Regions from separate parts of the Gasterosteus aculeatus genome. Here region 1 is linked to region 2. A link is a contact called in public Hi-C data. All regions are on one chromosome and are shown on one strand. Each heading gives the region's core, a stretch centred on a gene start, on an enhancer-like site or on the middle of the called end of the contact. The rest is flanking DNA. Distances are from core to core; before and after follow the strand shown. Region 1 holds the start of bnc2 (basonuclin zinc finger protein 2). Region 2 overlaps bnc2 (basonuclin zinc finger protein 2).

The links. A called contact is a pair of places that touch in the nucleus more often than the background predicts.
Region 1: a contact with region 2 is called in a Hi-C map of skeletal muscle, with 2.9 times the contacts expected there. The contact joins the promoter of bnc2 here to the enhancer-like site in region 2. A contact is called at or near these places in 2 of 6 Hi-C or Micro-C datasets (both in skeletal muscle).

Annotation. Positions count from the first base shown.
Region 1 is chr9:15,988,333-15,993,122 of fGasAcu3.hap1.1, reverse strand. It overlaps bnc2 (basonuclin zinc finger protein 2), which reads left to right and starts at 2,150. Exons shown (of 6, transcript XM_078109092.1): 1 at 2,150-2,397.
Region 2 is chr9:15,885,659-15,889,997 of fGasAcu3.hap1.1, reverse strand. bnc2 (basonuclin zinc finger protein 2) reads left to right here. Exons shown (of 6, transcript XM_078109092.1): 3 at 1,763-1,865; 4 at 3,266-3,501. Among protein-coding and RNA genes, the nearest start is that of LOC144411604, 100 kb to the right of the region's middle. Within about 2 kb of position 2,632, at least 3 of the 9 cell types and tissues checked have open chromatin away from gene starts, as enhancers often do.

The DNA of each region.
Region 1 (4,790 bases), core at 901-3,400, 100 kb before region 2:
TACAGACACACAAACAGACGCACACTCACGCATACAGAATGGGGATTCCCCTGTGTCCCCTGTGTCTGCGGTTCTGTTTTACAAGCCTATAAATCCATGCTTGTTTATCAAAGCCCAACAGCCACACAAAAGACAGCAAAGAAAAATGACAGTGCGACATGGTATTGATCTTTAAATGGCGGTTTATGTTTAAAGTGTTGTTTTTCTTGTAATCAGCACACTTTACTCACCCCTGTTGATATTTTCCCAATTTCTTTTGTTTTTAATGATCCGCTGTAAGGTCAAAGACATTACGTACGATACATTTTGAGCCTCTGAATCCTCGGTGGGAGAAAGGCAAAATGAACATGGACGTGCGTTTGACATCTGTTTTGCTGGTGATACTGGACAAGTCCATATTGTGTAGCTAATGTACTTATGTGTCCAGCCAAATTTGGAGCACAGGGTGAGAGAGGAAAATTAAGAAATATGAGGACTGGCACTCCACAAATGTTGGTTCATCTGCTCCTTGCTTCACACAGACACACACACACACACACACACACACACACACACACACACACACACACACACACACACACATGTGCAGAAAGAGCAAAGATGCAATTGACTTAGCATGATTAGGCTGTTCCTTGACCCACGAACACTGCCTCTCATTAAGATCCTCATTTGCGGAACAATTTTAGAAGCAGTAGACTGGTACATAATGCGCAACATCTGCCTGCCCCCTGTTTCTTGTTTGGACGCACAAACTGACACATCTATCTATCTATCTGTGAATACCCGCCTCTCTCTCTCTGTCTCTCTCAATGACCATGTTCAACAGAGTCTGGTCACTGCAGTTTCACCTTCATCTTCAGGTCAAAAGTCATTTGGAATTTCATTATAAGAAACCTTGAAAGGGATTGATTACGAACAATGAGAGGCAGATCATATGACAGAATACTGTCCATAGAAAGTAAAATTAACTCAATTCTCTCTGAGGAAGCTGGTAACTCGAAGGGATACTTTTTAAAACCACCACCTCTTTCATCATGAAATGTGTGTAATTTGGCCCAGACATTTCCAGTTGCTTGCATGTTCAATGTCGGGGGAGAATTTGTTGAGGTGCATATTCCACCACATTCAACAGACATGTTCTACCATGTTTAGACACTGACTGCTGCTGCAGAATGAATCTCCCTCTTTGAAGTGCCTGTAGTCTCTCCCGATAATGACAAATTAATCCAGATCTTAGTGCATCCTAGGTACATAAAAAGCAGATCGCTGCCAAGCACACGTTCATATCACCAACAATGTGCTTCCTGCAAAACAACAAAACAAAAAAAACATTTTCTCACATTTACTTCAACCGTTTATTAATGACTCACCTTGTTACATCTAAATGCTGTTATTAGGATTCATGAAATGTATCTCAATCCCTGTGTCATTTACAATATAACAACTGTTCTGTCATTACAATGAGCCCCGGCTCCTCGAGCCAGATTGAGTAAGAAAAGAACAGAGAGTGTACATTTTTGGACTTGCCGATATCAATATGTATAAAGGATCACCACTGTCACAATAACAATGATAACAATGTTGAGGACGTCCAGCATAAATGTTATTTCTACAACACATTTAATTAGTCTGCATGAAATGAGCTTGTATCATGCAGTTTTAGGAATTGTAGGTGACTAAAAAGTGACCCAACCAAGAGTTATACTAATTTTAAGTATAAATCTATTGACATAAACCATAGCTAAAAATGTATGTTTCAAACTCTAGGTCACTGAAATGTTCTGTTGTTCTTGAGAGAGACGGTGTGCTTAAAATTGCTTATAACAGACTTGTCATAATAATATAATATACAATACGGCTGATTGTTTTTCGGTGTTATGCTGAGATGATGCGTCCTACCCAACTAAACGGCGCGCGCCGTCGCTAAAAGTGCACGCCGTGGTTTGAGTTCCTGACTGAATGCGCCATAATACGACTGACTAAGACTCAGAGCTGCGAATGCAGACAATAGAGAATAAAATGTAAACCGATCCTTGTTTGAAGACGTCTCTGTGGGCCTCTTGTGCCTAATTGCCCAACAGTTAATATGTGAAGAGCCACCCCTTGAAACAAGACAGCTCTTGCTCTGACAATCCCAATAAGCTTGCTTGTCTCACTTCTGTTCCGCCCCAGCGGAGTCACCGTGGAGTTCATGTGCCACGCAGCATTTAATCAACCGGGAGAAGGAGTGACACAGAACTGTGATCATGCAAATGCAACTGCATGAAAAATTCAAGAACCAAATGACAAGCCCTGGTGTGCCGACGCCGTCAGAGGAAGGAAGAGAGGCACGTCCCCGGGAAAAACATGACACTCCATGGAGGATTGTGAAAGCACAGTCTGCGCCCGACGCCTCAGGTAAGCGGGGATATTGTCTGCATTAATGCGGCCCAGCTTTGATGCTGAGGGAGGAAAGAACCTGAGAACTGCGGGAGGTGACAAAGGATACTAAAGAGACTCAGGTCCCCTGCTTTAAAGGAACATTGATTGTACAAAAGCCAGTTGGGATGTCAAACCTGCGCAGTGTTTAGCAGAACATCGCCCCCGCTGCATAGAAATGAGACAGGCCGCAACATGTGCGCCTTTGATAACAGTCACTTTGTCGTGAGGCTGATGACTCTATTTGTGGGAGGATTTTTTAAAACTTTTGAATTTGAAATTGGCTGTGACAAATCTTTGAAATTGTCCATTAAATTTGTGCTTAATCGCTGGCATTCTGTTTGTACACATTTCTATTCAAGCGATGCCCTGAGGGAGGGTATCATGTCTTTCACTAGAGTCAGTGGGAGAATTTTCAGCCCCTATTGACCTCAAGCATGAGCCATCCTCATGCTGAATCCTGTGAGACCTTGGACCGCCTTACAAAACCCCAGGACAGAGAAACCATTGATTACCAGTCTTCTTTTTTTTCCAGCCCTCAGACACACTATCTGTGCACCTAAATCGGACGAGTCTAGTTCAAAACCTTCCCTCATCCCGAACCTTACACTCTGTCTTTGCCATCATGTGCATTCCTGAAAGCATGTGATGTCGCTGACCTTGCATAAGCCCCCCCTCCCCACCCCCCTTTTCCCCCTCCCCCTCCCACACCCCCACCACCACCACATGCTGTGTGCACAAGCCCCCTTGTTTGTGTCCTAACCCTCGCACCAATGAGACGGTGTGGACCTCTGTTTGACTCCCATCTGATGACCTTCTGGTCCTATCCTCAACAGACCAGAGCTCTCATAAAGGAGGAATTGATCCACACAAGACTTACCTCTCAGAGTCAGCAGCGTACATGTGTGTGTGTGTGTGTGTGTGTCCACAGTGCCATGAAGCTCACTCTGGGCTCACCCAACTGGCGTGCCATCCCAGTCCGGGTTAGCTCCCGCAGGACGTGTGGGAACAAGGAGCGAGGCTATTTTCCTGGGGCTTCCACTAGAGAGCTTGTCCTTTACTTGGAGACGGGGTAAATTAAGGTGGTGAGGTTGTATTTAGGTTCATATTTCCCTTGTGTATGGCAGAGGAGGCCAAGGACATGGGACATTGATCTCCCTGAGTAAATGTTGTCCAGTCGGAAAAGAACTTTTAGATGAGAAAAGTATTCGTCATAGTTCCACCACCTGTGATTCCTTCTCTGGGAGTTTGGAGAACTGTTTTTAGACAGTTGTATTAACTCTTGATCTTCTTTCATTATCAAATATGTCACTTGAATGACCAATATTGCTGTTTTGCAGTTTTTTGTTGGTTGTCCCAATTTAGGGTAAAAAAAATGTGGGTTGGTGCTTTTAAGAAGCCTACAGAGGCCAATTTGTGATTTTGGGACCATGAAAATAAACTTGGCTTGACGTGATGACATAACGTAACAAAACAAGAAAGTACCAAGTAAGAACGTGTCTTATATTTACATAGGATCAGAAATATCACATCACTAGTTGTAATCAAGAAACCAACTCCAAGCCGTCAAATGAGCAATGACCAAGCCTCAACGGTTCTTAGTGATGGTTAAACTGACCTTTCTGGATCTGTCTATGCTTTAGTAGTGACTGGAAGTTAATGAACAGATGGACCTCTGTGGACGTGATGGATCCGCGAGTGCGGTGTCCACTCTGCTGATGGACCAAAGCAAGTCCAATAGCTCATTATCAGTGGTCCCACTGGATAATTAGTGAACAGTGGGATTCTGTCACATGAACAAATTAACATGTAGTCTCCTTTTCTATCAAGTGGCCTTTACCTGTTAGTACCCATTTGATGGTTCTCGATATATTCAGAGTATTTTCATAACAGCTAACAGATATTTACAATCAAACAATAAATGAAGTAATCGGGCCTCAGCCGATGATGAAGACGCTCTACCTTTGTGTGCGTTGTGAGCCGAGACTCTTGGTGGTTTGTTTACATGGCGCTCTTATCTCTGATGATCCCGCTGTGTGCTTACAGAAGAGCCGCGCGCACCCTTAAGCTTCCCTCAGTTGAACGCAGTCCATAACTGTCACAAACATGCTATTGCACATCTTGCATATGCAACATTTTTTTTTATCTGATAGATCGGAAACAGCAAAGAAAAGAAGGGCGGCGTTTTCCTTTGCCGAGCAGTTCATGTCGTATTACTCATCCACAGCCTCTGTTGTCTAATAAACACTGCTGAGTAAAAAAATACACTTAGTGAGTCAAATCAAAGCAGCATCAAAAGCATTTGAAGTTGACGTGAAATGATTCAAACAATCCTTTAAGGGCCCTTTGTTCCGCTGCTCACATAAGTATGT
Region 2 (4,339 bases), core at 1,383-3,882:
ACAGGTTCAACCCGGCCCTGGTCAATGGGCGTCTGCTACATAAGCGTTCTTGAGTTGAGCGCTGAACTGACTTGTTACCCGTCGGCCTGGCAAGTAACGTCAGCTCAGCACATAATGTATGTACACTCCAACCGACACATGGCGTGTAATCCTCACACACGGCGAGGATTGCCGTGGCAGCACCTGGAAAGCTTAAAAATGATGTAATGTCAAATAATCTCGGCCTCCTGTCTCAATCGGTGTCAAGCGGTCAGGTGACATGGTTAGAAGTGGGGTAATTTTGTGTTTAATCTCGGATTAGCCCATGTTCACTTTGACACCTGCAGTTACTAATCTGGTTTACGACACTTTGGGCTGAGCAAAAAGGGGGGGGGGGGGGGGTCTGATAGACTTCATGGTCCCTTAGTAGATTATGAGTGAGTTTTATATCCTGAGTTACAGGATATTGCTCTAATCCACAAACGAGGTAATGACATTTCCTGCTGCTAAACACCAGATTGTGCCGTCGGGTCAATACAGGTGCACATAAGGAAAGAGCGCAAATATTCTTTCGACCTCTAATCACGCATTGACCCTCGGCTGTGTGACGTAAAGGCTGATCTGCGCTGCAGATAACTTTCTATCTGGAAGTCGTGATCGACTGTTTCAGACATTGTGAAATATAGGTTGCAGGCTCAGACATGGACTCCAACCTACGACCCTTTGTGTGCACGTCGGTGTCACATTATTGTCCCAGCGTTGCCGTATAAGAATAACAGTGAGACAATGTAGGTAGCGTATTTAGTGCGGATTGTAAATTCATGAAGTTTAACGCGGTGATAAGTAGCATTGGTGTGAGGACAAGCACTCAGACATGTGCCAGATAGTGCTTTCACATTTACGTGATACGTTTCCTCAGCACTGGATAATTAGGATTTCCTGTCATAATAAAATCACTCTCAGCAGTCACCTTGTATGCAACACGTGCACAACAATCTGTAACTGTTTTCTTTGTTACGGATTTGTAGCTTCTTTTCATCCTAAATGACTAGAAATCCAAAGTCATTTGCCAACAACATATGTGTCAAATGTAAAATGCATTATTCTTATTGCATAGAATTGCTGCTTAGAATGACAAGCAATTTACCACTTTATTCTAACATCACTCTTTTTTTTGCATGGTTTGCTACACACATCCTCTGCAGATTCCCCATCAGATGATTTCTGTGTGTATCGCACCTTTTTTTCCCCTTCTGTACGTTCTTTTTATTGGTTGAAGAATGTGAAACACCAACTTGCTGCAAAATGCACCCGGATTTCTGTTGGAGGTGTTTAAGAGAGATGATGAAGGCTTCGGCAGACGATCCTTTGTGCTCTACTGAGTTGCCCTCGTCAAGTCTGGACACTTAACCTCTCACTACTAAAAGCTTCCCGGGGTCAGACTAAGTGCTGCACCGGTGTTGAGTAATGAAGCCTCAGTCAAAACAAGTTACATTTCTGCGTTTTCAGGAGGGAAAGTCCTTTGTCGGTTCTCATGAACTCGCGCCACATTCAGCGCAATTGGAATGAAACAGTAGTTGGGGAATTTGTTGTGTGGATAAATGGCTGCAACGGCTGATATTCTTTCTGTATCTGTATTTACATTTTTAGGTCAGAGTTTGGTGGAGAAATTTGTCCGCCGCCCTCCTTTTTTGTATTTATCACTGACAACTGCCCGTTCTCGGTCCTGGCCTCTGAGTTGTGATTGATGTGGAATCGTCTTTGTGTTTTTGTGTCTCTGCAGGCCATTCGCTGCACGCTGGTGAACTGCACATGCGAGTGTTTCCAGCCAGGGAAGATTCACCTACGGACATGTGACCAGTGCAAACATGGCTGGGTAGCTCACGGTGAGTACATTCTTTGTTAGGGGTGGCAGGTTTTTCCTGAATATGGTTTCAATAAAAAGAAAATACCAGTTTTATTTGTCCTTATAAAAGTAAAACCTCTCGCTGTGGAGAAATGAAAACTACATTGGAAATTACAACTGATGCATTTCACGGGTCTCCTTTTTCTCATGTGTCGTTTTGTATTTACTGCAGACAGCATCCAAATGTTTTTACTCATTTTCCAGAGTAGAAAACCTTTATTTTTACTGTCAAAAAAAAAAGAAGAACACAGCCAAACAACAGATAGAGAAGCCGGACCACACCTCATGCCTTTTTTACGCGGGTGTAAAAAAAAAAAAAAAAAAAAAAAAAAAAAAAGGGAGAGGAGGCCCAAAAGTACAAAGAGAAGGGGGGAAAAAAGAAAAAAAAAGGTTTTGGCTCGCGTCGGCACAAGAGCGAGTCTGTGGGCCCTTCAGCGGATCGCACAAGACCCCATTGACTACTTTTTAATCTCTCCCTCTGAACTGTCAGCCGCCCATCTCTCCTCTCCCCCACTTTTCATTTCATGTCGGCATTGGCAGCGACTCTGACAAGTAGTTCTTCATTTTTTATTATGTTCGTGTCTGGCTGCGCCCTGTTGTCAGGCAAAGCACTCGTCAGCGGGAAAAAGCCGTCCCAGGATCAGAGAGAGAGAGAGAGAGAGAGACCCAACCAGGTGTCACCCAGACCGACAGGGAGGAGGCAGGGGGGGGGAGTGGGGCGAGAGGCACGAGGGGAGGGGAGAGAGAGCGATTGAAACAGAGAGGAAAAAAAAAAAAAAGAGAGAGAGTAGACCAGGTGTAGCGCAGACAGCCGGAGAGGAGAAAGAGGTGAGTGAGGTTGCGTTCAAGGGGGGCAATAACAAAACCATGACATGCACTCACGATTAAGCTCCACAAAGGTCTTTTTTTAACCTTTGACTTGTCCCCCCACCCCCCCAACCGTCCACTTCCGTAATCCTTGATTTCCTAGCACCGTTAACCATTTGAGCACACGCCTCATTAGAAGCAAATATATAAAGATAAGAAAAGTGAAGCGACGAGAAATGCGAGTCAAGCCACAAACAGATAAGACTCAAACTCAGTAATAGTTTGGTTGTAGCGGCAGTTGGGGTTGAGATGGAGACGGAAGAAGGGACTAAAAATGGAAGAAGTAGCCAGAATTCATGAACGCAAAAGAAAAAAAAAACTGTGGCAGATAATTACGTTGATGTCATTGCTCTTATCTGGTTGATGTGTCCTTATCAGCCAGTGCTGACTGAAGGACGATTCGGGAGGCGGCGGGACGTTGATAGTCATTGACCGTGCCTGTCGGCCTCTGTGAGTGTCACGCGTGTGCGTCTTCCTTTGTCTTCTCATCCTGTCACCCGGTGATTCACGCAGCCCTGGACAAGCTCAGCACCCAGCACCTGTACCACCCGACCCAGGTGGAGATCGTTCAGTCCAACGTGGTGTTCGACATCAGCAGCCTGATGCTGTACGGCACCCAGGCCGTCCCCGTGCGGCTCAAGATCCTTCTCGACCGCCTCTTCTCCGTGCTGAAGCAGGAGGAGGTGCTGCACATCCTGCACGGCCTGGGCTGGACCCTCCGGGACTACGTCAGGGGCTACATCCTGCAGGTCAGTGACCAACGAGCACGCGGAATGGGTATAGTTTAAAGGTCATGAAGGAATTAGCGGTACTTACTCCGTGCACACGCACAATCACACACGTTACTTACTCACCAAGTGCATTTATATATCTGCAGTTATTCTGAGAGGGTATCGATCGCAAGCACAATTGGGACAATCTCAGCCACTTCAGCCCCATTGCCGGGGCCATTTTCCCTGCTGTTATTTCTCCTTCAGTCTGCCCAATAAACACGTTGCCCCTTCGCCGAAAAAGGGGAAAGGAATGAAATAAATAAACAAGGGAAGAAAAATGTCATGCCAGCAAACTATGAAAGCACTGTGGTGCGTTTCCTCTCTCCATCCACCCTTCCCTCCACCCACTCCCTCCCTTGTAATTGCAGTCAGGCACATTTCTCAATCAAAGGTACGGAGGTTTTGGTGTTGAAACCCAAACCAAAGTGTTCCTGAATGAATTAGTTAAGAGCAAGTGAACATGTGCATGTGGTTAGTGTGCGTGTGCGTTTGTATACGTGTGTGTGTGTGTTGTGTGCGCATGTGCTTATCTGTATGCGTATATGGTTTAGTGTGCCGAGAGTGTAAGTGGAACCGCATGGCGAGGAGAAGGTGGTTTGTACGTGGAAACAGCTTCTGTGAGTAAAGCGCTCGCAGACCAGGTCCCCTTTCCTTTGAAAGTCTTTAAGAACACACACACAAATTAAACAATAACAGCCCAGCAGTTATATGGATGTGCCAATGGTGTGCCAATTTAAGATTACAACTAAGAATTCAATTTAAAAACTTAAATAAATAAATAATATTTAATATAATAACCCCAGTTAGTCATTCA